2 separate regions of the Gossypium hirsutum genome follow, and region 2 is linked to region 1. A link is a contact called in public Hi-C data. All regions are on one chromosome and are shown on one strand. The core of a region is the stretch at or near the end of the contact, and the rest is flanking DNA. Distances in the headings are between cores, read along the strand shown.

Region 1 (4,370 bases), core at 587-3,086:
AGTGCAACCAGTCACACCTCGCTTTTTGCTTCCAAAGGAGGTCTTCATGATGTGGAACATTCTCGAGCTCCTGTCTAAGACTCAAGTCCTCCTGTGCAAACTGATTCGAACCAGAGACATCCATTTTACTCTGGACATTAGCTATTTTATGAACAAGGTGTCTCTTTTTGGAAGTGATATGCCCATAAACCTGCTTATTCCACTCTTTTAAATTAAGAGTTAGCTTGGATAAGGAATCAGCCATGTCTCCAGTAAAATCCCATTTATCATTTATAAAATCATCAAAAGCTGGGTGCTCAATCCAACCGGCCAAAAACCTAAAGAGTCTTCCTCTAGGCAGAAAAACCTCCAAGTTCTGATTAAGAAGAAGGGGACGGTGATTCGATTTTATCTTAGGTAAATGAGTGACCAAACTATTTGGGAAGTTGCAAATCCAAGCATCGTTACCCAAAACACAATCCAACCTTTCAGAGAGCGCACCTCTATGCCAAGTAAAAGGAGATCCTCTAAAACCCAAGTCATGCAACTCGGCTTCCTCCACAAAATTTCCAAACTGAAGGCATCTCCTTCCTTTAGTACGGCCACCAAACATTTCAGAAGAAGATAAGATTGCATTAAAATCACCAATAACAATCCATGGACTATGAATAGGCGGATTCGAAGATCTCAAATCATCCCAAAGAACTGTACGTTTTTGCCGATTAGGACTAGCATAAACAAAAGAGATAAAAACCGGATGTGGAGAAGACATTTGCCAAACTTTGGTCAGAATAAACTGAGGATGACTACGTACCACCTCAACTTGGATGGAGTCCTTCCAGCCAATCTAGATACCTCCAAAGTAACCAATTGCCTCTACCCGATGAGAGTACTGGAAACCTAACTTAGCAATAATGCAATCGGCTTTGGCACCAATGACTCTGGTTTCAAGTAAACAAACTATATCTGGATTGTGTTCTATGTTATACTCCCGAAAAATTTGGGGAAACTTAACACTTGCACAGCCCTGGCAGTTCCAAGAAAAAATAGTTAAATTCATAATAAAGACACAAAGGAAAGAAAACGTACCATTACTTTGGGAGGACTGAATCCCCATCAATGGTTGTGCCTACAGATCCTGAATCATCCCTACCGTAAGGGCTAGAATTTCGAGTAGAAAGCATATTCGCCATCACCTCCATGGAATCTGCTAAAGGGACTCGAGTACTACTAGAAGATTTAAAGCGACTCCCATGTCCTCGAAGAACGTTAGAGATTTTATGACTACCACGATTTTTATTCAATTTAAAGTCATCCTTTCTATTAAAAATATCAAACTTATTCACCTTCAAAGTCAAACCTGAATCCAAACCCGGTTTCTCTACTGATCGATTAGCAGATTTAACTTGTTGTTCAGAATTATTATTGACCTTGAAGGACACTGCTTAATGTTTCCCAGGTTCGAGAACACCCTCAAAAATTTCGATCTCAACTCCTTCAGACACTTCAAAAGCAGGATTAAAGTGAGCCTTCACACTCTCTAAATTACTAGAAATAATATTATCAAAATCATCAAAATTTAAAGAGTTTTGGCATCCTCCTTTCATGCCCATTCCAATGCTTTTAGAAGAAACCTGCTCGGTACCTGCGTGATTGCTAGGGAAAGAAACATTAGTAATAGAATTAAAAAATGGGACTTCCTTACTTTTCTCATTAGCTGCCAATTCAATAGGCCTTTTGCCCATATATTTATCCAACCCAACATTTGAATTTTGTCCCAACTCTATAGATTTCAAGCTATCAGACACCAAATTCTTAGTAGGCCCTAACCGAATTCCTTGGCCCAATTCGCTCCCACGCCCAGCTCCAATATTAGACCCATTACCCTTTTTGATCCCAACAGTATCCCTAGTCTTAAAATTCCCAACACCGACAGTCCCTTTTCCTCTCAGATTTTCCTGCAAAAAACCTCCATTAATCACCCCCAAATTACTCCTCAAATCTCCCTCCTAATTAAGCGCCAAATATCTAGAACCCAAAGGAAAGTTTCCAGATTTTTCAACGGCATTAGACTGAGGGCCGCGTTGGCCACGCCGTGCCTTGCATTCAACCAGCATCCACGGCCCGAATTCGGGCCTCTTATCTCCATCGGATCTACCATCGGCGCCTTCTTGTGCCTCCATCTCCGCGTTCGCCGTTTGCTCCTGTGATTGAACCACCTTGACCATCGGGCAGAGCTCCTTGACATGGCCGTATTTACCACATGAGAAACACACTGTCGGCAGGGCCTCATATTCAACGTTTTGGACAGAGCCATCTACCCACACCTCTGAAATCAACGGTTTTTCAAGGTTAATAAAAACAGCCAAACGAGCGAACTGACCTCTAGTTCCATTATCGGTTTGAAAATCTAGCTTAACTACTTTCCCAATGAGTCCTCCAATTGCTTCTATGATTTTTCGATTATACAGGTACCCTGGAAGTCCTGGCAGTAAGATCCACGCTAATACCACACTGGGGTATGGCTGCTGAAGGTTGAAATCCTTTGTCCACGGTTGGATGGTAAGGTATTGTCCGTAGATAATCCAAGGACCCTGTGTTAAGACATTGTTATAGTCTCCTATATTCTGAAACTTAATCAGAAAATACCCATTGACAGTATCCATAAGGTGAAAAGGTTTAGCAGGTTTCCAAAGGCTAAGTATACGATTATGTAATGCGTTATAGCCTACATTACGCCCTAAGAGTTTGAGAACGATCGTCAATTCCATTTCTTTGAAAAGAATGTTTCTAATACGATCCGAGAAGGCAATAGTAGGCATCCCGTCTACCATGGTAGTATTCATATCTCCATCAAGTAGATCAAAATCATTATCAGGTCCCTCGTTTAAACCATTTCGATCAGATGCGGAGTACGAAGCTTCACCCAAAAGCATGTCCTTCCACGATAATTTTGGAAACGGAACTGAATCGGCAGCCATCGCAACAGATTCCTCATCCGTTCCCTCTATAAATCTCACTTTTTTTGTGTTCCGATTCCCACCTAAGCAAAGAACTCCATCGCCGTTGAGACCAGATTCATCCATCCCTCCAAATATATTTCTTTCAGTTTGAGATATATGGCGGCTTTGTATTCTTACTAATTTAATCCTTGAATGATTAAACATACACCATGCAAGAACTATGTCAATTAATTAAAATCTTGTTCAGATTAATTAATTAATTCAGTTGTTTTCCTTCATTCATAATGCATGAGAAACATATTCATGATTTTACTTGCATGAGTAAATAGATCAAACGCACAAAACATATTTAGCATAATTAAATAATTAAAACAATGAAAATTAAATCATTCTAAAACCAACAAAATTAAGCAATCATGATTATATTAAAAACAGAAAACTTAATTTCAATCATGTTTCTTGAATTAAAAAAAAAATAAAGATTGAAGGGAAAGAGAATTACTAAGCCATTTCTGGTGGATCTCCGTGGCAAAGCTTACTTTACTCCTCCGTTGTTTTATTCTTCTTGTCATGACTGCTAAGCTTAAAAGCTCTTAATATTGCCTACAGTGGCTACTCTCAAAACCTTGCAAATACTCTCTCAAATGGAAGTGAAACAAGAGAGAATGAGAGAAGAGATGGTGAGTGAGGGATGAGTGAAATGGAGAACAAATGTCTCTTTATTTATACTAGTGAGGAGCTCATTGAGTTTGATATTTTTAGCATGATAATCCCTTATTTTTTCTCTCATGCACGGTCAACCCTTGTGAAATAGAGAGCGAATGCCTCTCTATTTGACTAGTGAGGAGCCCTTTGAGTTTGCTAATTTTAGCATGATAATCCGCATTTTTTCTCTCATTCATGGTTGAACCCTTGTGTTAAGGAAGGAATGAGAAGAAGTTGAAGGGTCACATGGCAAAATTGTTGTGGCGGATTAGTGACATTTTACCAAGTCTTTGGTTTCTAATTAAAATTTTTTATGTACGGTTGGACTTCCCATAGCCGAATTGGGCTCTTTACTCATTAGTGGATGGTTTGGGCTTTAAATTTGGCAGCAGGCTTCTCCACTTCAGTGGTCCAATTGCAAGCTGGGTCAAAATTAATCTGAGAGTCCAACAGATGAATTTAGGACGTCCATGTTGTTCAACCATCAACCCACATGTGCTTGGCCTCTGCTACAGGAATGCTACAACATCGAGTATCGAATAGGTAAGCTTCAAGACTATCTTTTTTTCTATTGCACGAAACTGCATCAAATCGACAAAAATATGTTAAATTAGCATGTAAATAAGTAAGATTACAAATTTATAGTTAATTTTGTCCTACTTTACAAATTTGTAAAAAAAATTAAAACATTTATTGTCAAAATAGTCATAATTTGCATGAATT
Region 2 (4,370 bases), core at 688-3,187, 570 kb after region 1:
GGAAGCAAGTTAACAAAAAATCATATTTTCACGTGGAAAAAGTATAACTAAGCACAATTATTAGGATAACATCAAAAAATAACATCTCCATATGTCATTGCGTGGATTAAGATTATGAACATTCATTTCATTGTAATCCTACTCATTCAAACCGAAAATGGGCAAATAAAGTCCAATTGCCAACACTATTTAAAATAGGATTCTCTCAAGTAATTGTCATCTAGTTCATCCAAATAAATTCATGTTAGCAATTTTTAGAGATTACATGAGTCAACAAAAGAAGGTTTTCAAGAAAATATTATATTTTTAATGTCAAGGTTCTCATTACAAATTTACAAAAAAAAATAAAAACTTATTACCCTAGTTCCATGAAATAAAGATAGGGAGCTTATTTTCAAGTTCAAGGTGATGTTCGAGGGCTTACATGGGTATTATTCCATGTATTACATGACAAAAAGTAGGCAAGCTAAAGACATAGGCTATAGAAACTAAGTTTAGATGAACGTAAATTTTACTTATCATACTTCTTCAATCTAAAAAACAATCATGTTTTGCGACCACCATATTCTATTGGACTCATTAACGGTGTCCAATCATTGATGAGGGGTGCAACACAGTGGGAATGAGTTCACCATACCCACCTTGTCACCCAAATGCTTTGGCATGGTGCCCTTGCACCTTACAGGGCTGCAGTTGAACCCATATGGAGCCTTTAGCAAGAAAAAAATAAAATAAAATACAACAATAGGTCAGTCTTATTGACATTTTTTAATTGCAAAAGCAAAATAATGAGTTCTCCTTACTTGGGTTTCAAGGCAAGAGCTGAAAGTGCAGAAACCAATGATGATTTAAGAAGGTACCTAGCAAATACAAAACAATCAGTCATTTAGAATCTTGCTACCTCAGAGTTTGACCAAAAGCCAATCAAAGCAAGTTGTTCAAACCACAGACAGTGAAAAGTGCAATCATGAAAAATCTAGGGAAACATAAATAGGTCCAAACACATTCCTACTTGCAGCATATTGAAAAGAATACATTCTCGGGAAATTTTTGAAAGAGGAAACAGTTAATTACTCGTCGTGATAGATTTCATGGAGAAGTACAAGCCCATCTATGCAATTTGTAAGAGTCGGTTTTACGCCAATTCTATGTTGCAGTTGTTTCTTGTTCATCTGATTGGAGCTACCTTTTGCTAGCTGTTTACCATCATGTTGAAGCTTCGCAAGGGAAAGAACAACACCGCGAAAGTCCTCCCTGAAAATCTTTTTAAAACTAAAGTTCAAACCTAAGATTTAGCCTTGTTTGTTTGCCAACTTCAATCAATCATTCAATGAATTAATCATAGTGTCATTTATATTCTCAAAAAGCAAATAGAAACAGAGACTTAAACACTTACATTGTATTTTTCATGGAAAGTAAAATGGTTTGCAAAGAATCCATCTGCTTTTGCATCACTGCAGCTTCCATTCCTCCAACACAATTTAAACTGGCATAGTTTTTAGAGTTTTGAATAATCTGATCACCAAAACAAAAAAACTGTTTTTTGAAGGAATTAAAATAAATAAACAAAATTTGGGAGAGAGAAACAAAGGGGATAACAGACCTGTAATCTGGAAATAATGGAAGAAGCATTTCGAAAGTGGGAAATTAAGCGAGATTGAAGGTCGTCCCATTTACTCATTTCATCTTTTGCTTTCTTGAATTTCTGCTGATATTTCTTTATCATAGTCTCCATCAATTATCGAGTGAATAATGATGGATATCAGGGTGGCGGCGGCAATCGGCAAAACATTACAAGGACCAGGTGGGTTTTGGAATTAAGAAGAGAAAATGTTTGAATTAAGCGGAAGGGCTGTGACTGCAAAAAGGAAATAAAAAAATCTGAAGCTACCCATGAGTTCTGGGTCAAATTCAAAGGTAGAAATGTATCCATGGGCCACTAGTTTTTGTCTTTGGTATTCATAAATATTTTCTTTTATATATTAATAGTCCTTTTTTAGTTTTTTTTTTCACCATCTTATTTTCAAATTCACATCCTCTTATATTGAAATAACATTTATATCAATTAAGTTAATAGTTTAAATTTTTAATAATTGTATGAGTCAGGAACTATTTGAAAAAAAATATCAATCATTTGATTTGATTATTCAACCATGTGCTTAGTGATGTGTTAAATTTAAATTCGATTTTGATTTTCTCATGTTATCTGTACATTTTAATTATATTAATTGTACCTTCATTTGCTATTTTTCTCTTATCATGCTAATTTGTTTGTGGTATTGCATATTAAATTACGCTAAGGGTTGATTGGAAAGAAAGAGGAAATTGAGAAATAATAGTTTAGGGACTAAATTAAAAGAGAGTGAAATTAGAGGCTTTATGTCTTCATTTGCCCAAGGGCCTAAAAGCCTTCCTAGACCTTTTATATGGCGGCGGCGGTGTTCATATGGGCCTCGAATGGTTGTGAAGCCGATAACTTTGTTGTTTGAAGATTCGAATGAAGTACTACTATTGGGCTACTCTAAGTTCAAGCTTCCCAAAGTTGCAGTCACTATGGAGAACAAAAGCATTGAAAGCGCTTTACTGAACCCGTAGGAATAATACAAGCCTTTAAATAAGACTGTTTTTACATTTTATCATGAGAGGAAGCCATACACAACACTTATTTGCCCAAAATAACCCATCTGGCTATTTTTTTAAAGCCAGTTTCATTGCTTCGCTTAGTGAAAAGACTCATCTGGGCAGGGGACTTTGTAGTCAAATAACAGGTGCCTTTTTTGCAGTCAGAAAAATGGATAACTACAGCAAAAAACGAAGAGTTCTCTCATCTGCTTTATTCCTTCTGCATATTTTTCATGTTCACAAAAACACAACTTGTTAGGTTACCTTTAAATCATTAATTGAATTTTGAACTTATTGGTGCATAGGAGGTGGTGCCATGGGGTAAGCAACAGGGACAATGTAAGGAGGAGGGGAATGAGGATGGTGAGCAGGAGGAAGCATAACAGGAGTTCCTGCAGCAGATCCAATATGCCCTGGAGCAGCAGCAATCGGCCGCCCAACAGGCGCTCCGTACATGCCTAAACCCGGCAAATGCGGATGAGCCCTGTGCTTCACTGATTGCCCCATGACCGCTGCACCGGGTGAGTTTGTGTTAGCCTGTTGGCCTGTGATAGGCGCTTGATGAGATGTATCCCCATTGTTAACACTCGTGATGTCGTGGATGCTGGACCGCCGCCGGTCTCTATTCATCGAATTTAAGCGTATAAAATACTTTTGTGCATGGCTAGCCACCTGCGTCGGAGTTCTCGATATCACAAAGTTCCTTGAAATGCTTCTCCAATCTCCTTTCCCAAACTTGTCTAAACCAAGTAGAAATAACCTGAATAACACATGTAATGTTGCTTGTCACATTACATATATCTTTATTTTCTATAAGACCCCAAATCCTAGGGCACTCAAGTCTTAATTCGAGTCACGTTCCAATACTTAAGTCAGTATTTAAGAAAAAAAAGAAAAACAGACAAGAAGTAGTAGAGGGGAATACCTATGCTCTTCTTCAGTCCATGGGATTCCTTTCCTTCTTTCTTGGTCGGACCTCGAACTCTGTTTCCCTCCATGTCCGGTAGAATCAAGGGTTAACCCCGAAAACCCATTTCCGTAACCGGAATTGGATCTCCTATCAGAATTAGGAGCCATGGAAGGTCCATGAAAATGATCCTTGGCAGAAGAGGAAGGTTCTTCTCCTTTATAACGAGGAAGTGGGACATGACCAGCCTCTATTGCAGTAACATCCTCCACTAATAATTCATAGTGAAGTTTCAACTCCTCAAGACTTTTAGTAGGAACCGTTGAAGCAATCTTTTCCCATTGCTCTTCACATTCCTCTTTCTCTATCCAATGCATTGCTATTGCGTTTTCAAATGCCTTCTCTTCTTCCCTGCTCCAACTAACACTTCCTGCCATACTACCAATAATACCCTACAAAAGAGGTCACTCAATTTCTAAGCTCAATGTTCTCTTATGTTCAACAGCTTAGTTGCATTTGGAAAGGGTCGAAAAATAAAAATAAAATAATGGGAAATGAGAGTGTAGGATAAGGGATAGAAGTATAAAATAAATTAGGGGGAAATTAAAATATAAAATCTAAAACATAAAATGAAATTGATATGGACCACTTTGAAAGCAATTCATAAATTGTCATCTTCACTGATAGTCTATTGAAAGGAGTAGAGTCGACTTGTTTTAAAGTATCTGGACTGAGTTCAAATTCTGAAATTATCACTGTTGGAAAGATTTCTCCTAAATACTACTACTCAAATAGAATTAGTCTCAAACAATAAAGTGAATTATGACACTTGTAGCTATAA

What was found. Hi-C and Micro-C count contacts between places; a contact is called where the count stands out from the background.
Region 2: a contact with region 1 is called in a Hi-C map of leaf, with 4 times the contacts expected there. The contact joins the promoter of LOC121206709 here to the enhancer-like site in region 1. A contact is called at or near these places in 2 of 34 Hi-C or Micro-C datasets (both in leaf).

What each region holds. Positions count from the first base shown.
Region 1 is chrA09:41,003,860-41,008,229 of Gossypium_hirsutum_v2.1, forward strand. No RefSeq gene overlaps it. Among protein-coding and RNA genes, the nearest start is that of LOC107940076, 14 kb to the left of the region's middle. Within about 2 kb of position 1,837, at least 9 of the 9 cell types and tissues checked have an H3K27ac peak or open chromatin away from gene starts, as enhancers often do. A contact at or near this core is called in leaf, where this site is marked.
Region 2 is chrA09:41,569,149-41,573,518 of Gossypium_hirsutum_v2.1, forward strand. LOC121206709 reads right to left here and starts at 1,938. Exons shown (of 6, transcript XM_041077796.1): 1 at 1,604-1,938; 2 at 1,397-1,515; 3 at 1,075-1,254; 4 at 804-860. The coding sequence starts at 1,735. LOC121206710 (transcription factor MYBS1) reads right to left here and starts at 4,299. Exons shown (of 2, transcript XM_041077799.1): 1 at 3,548-4,299; 2 at 2,557-3,382. The coding sequence starts at 3,966. The coding sequence ends at 2,914.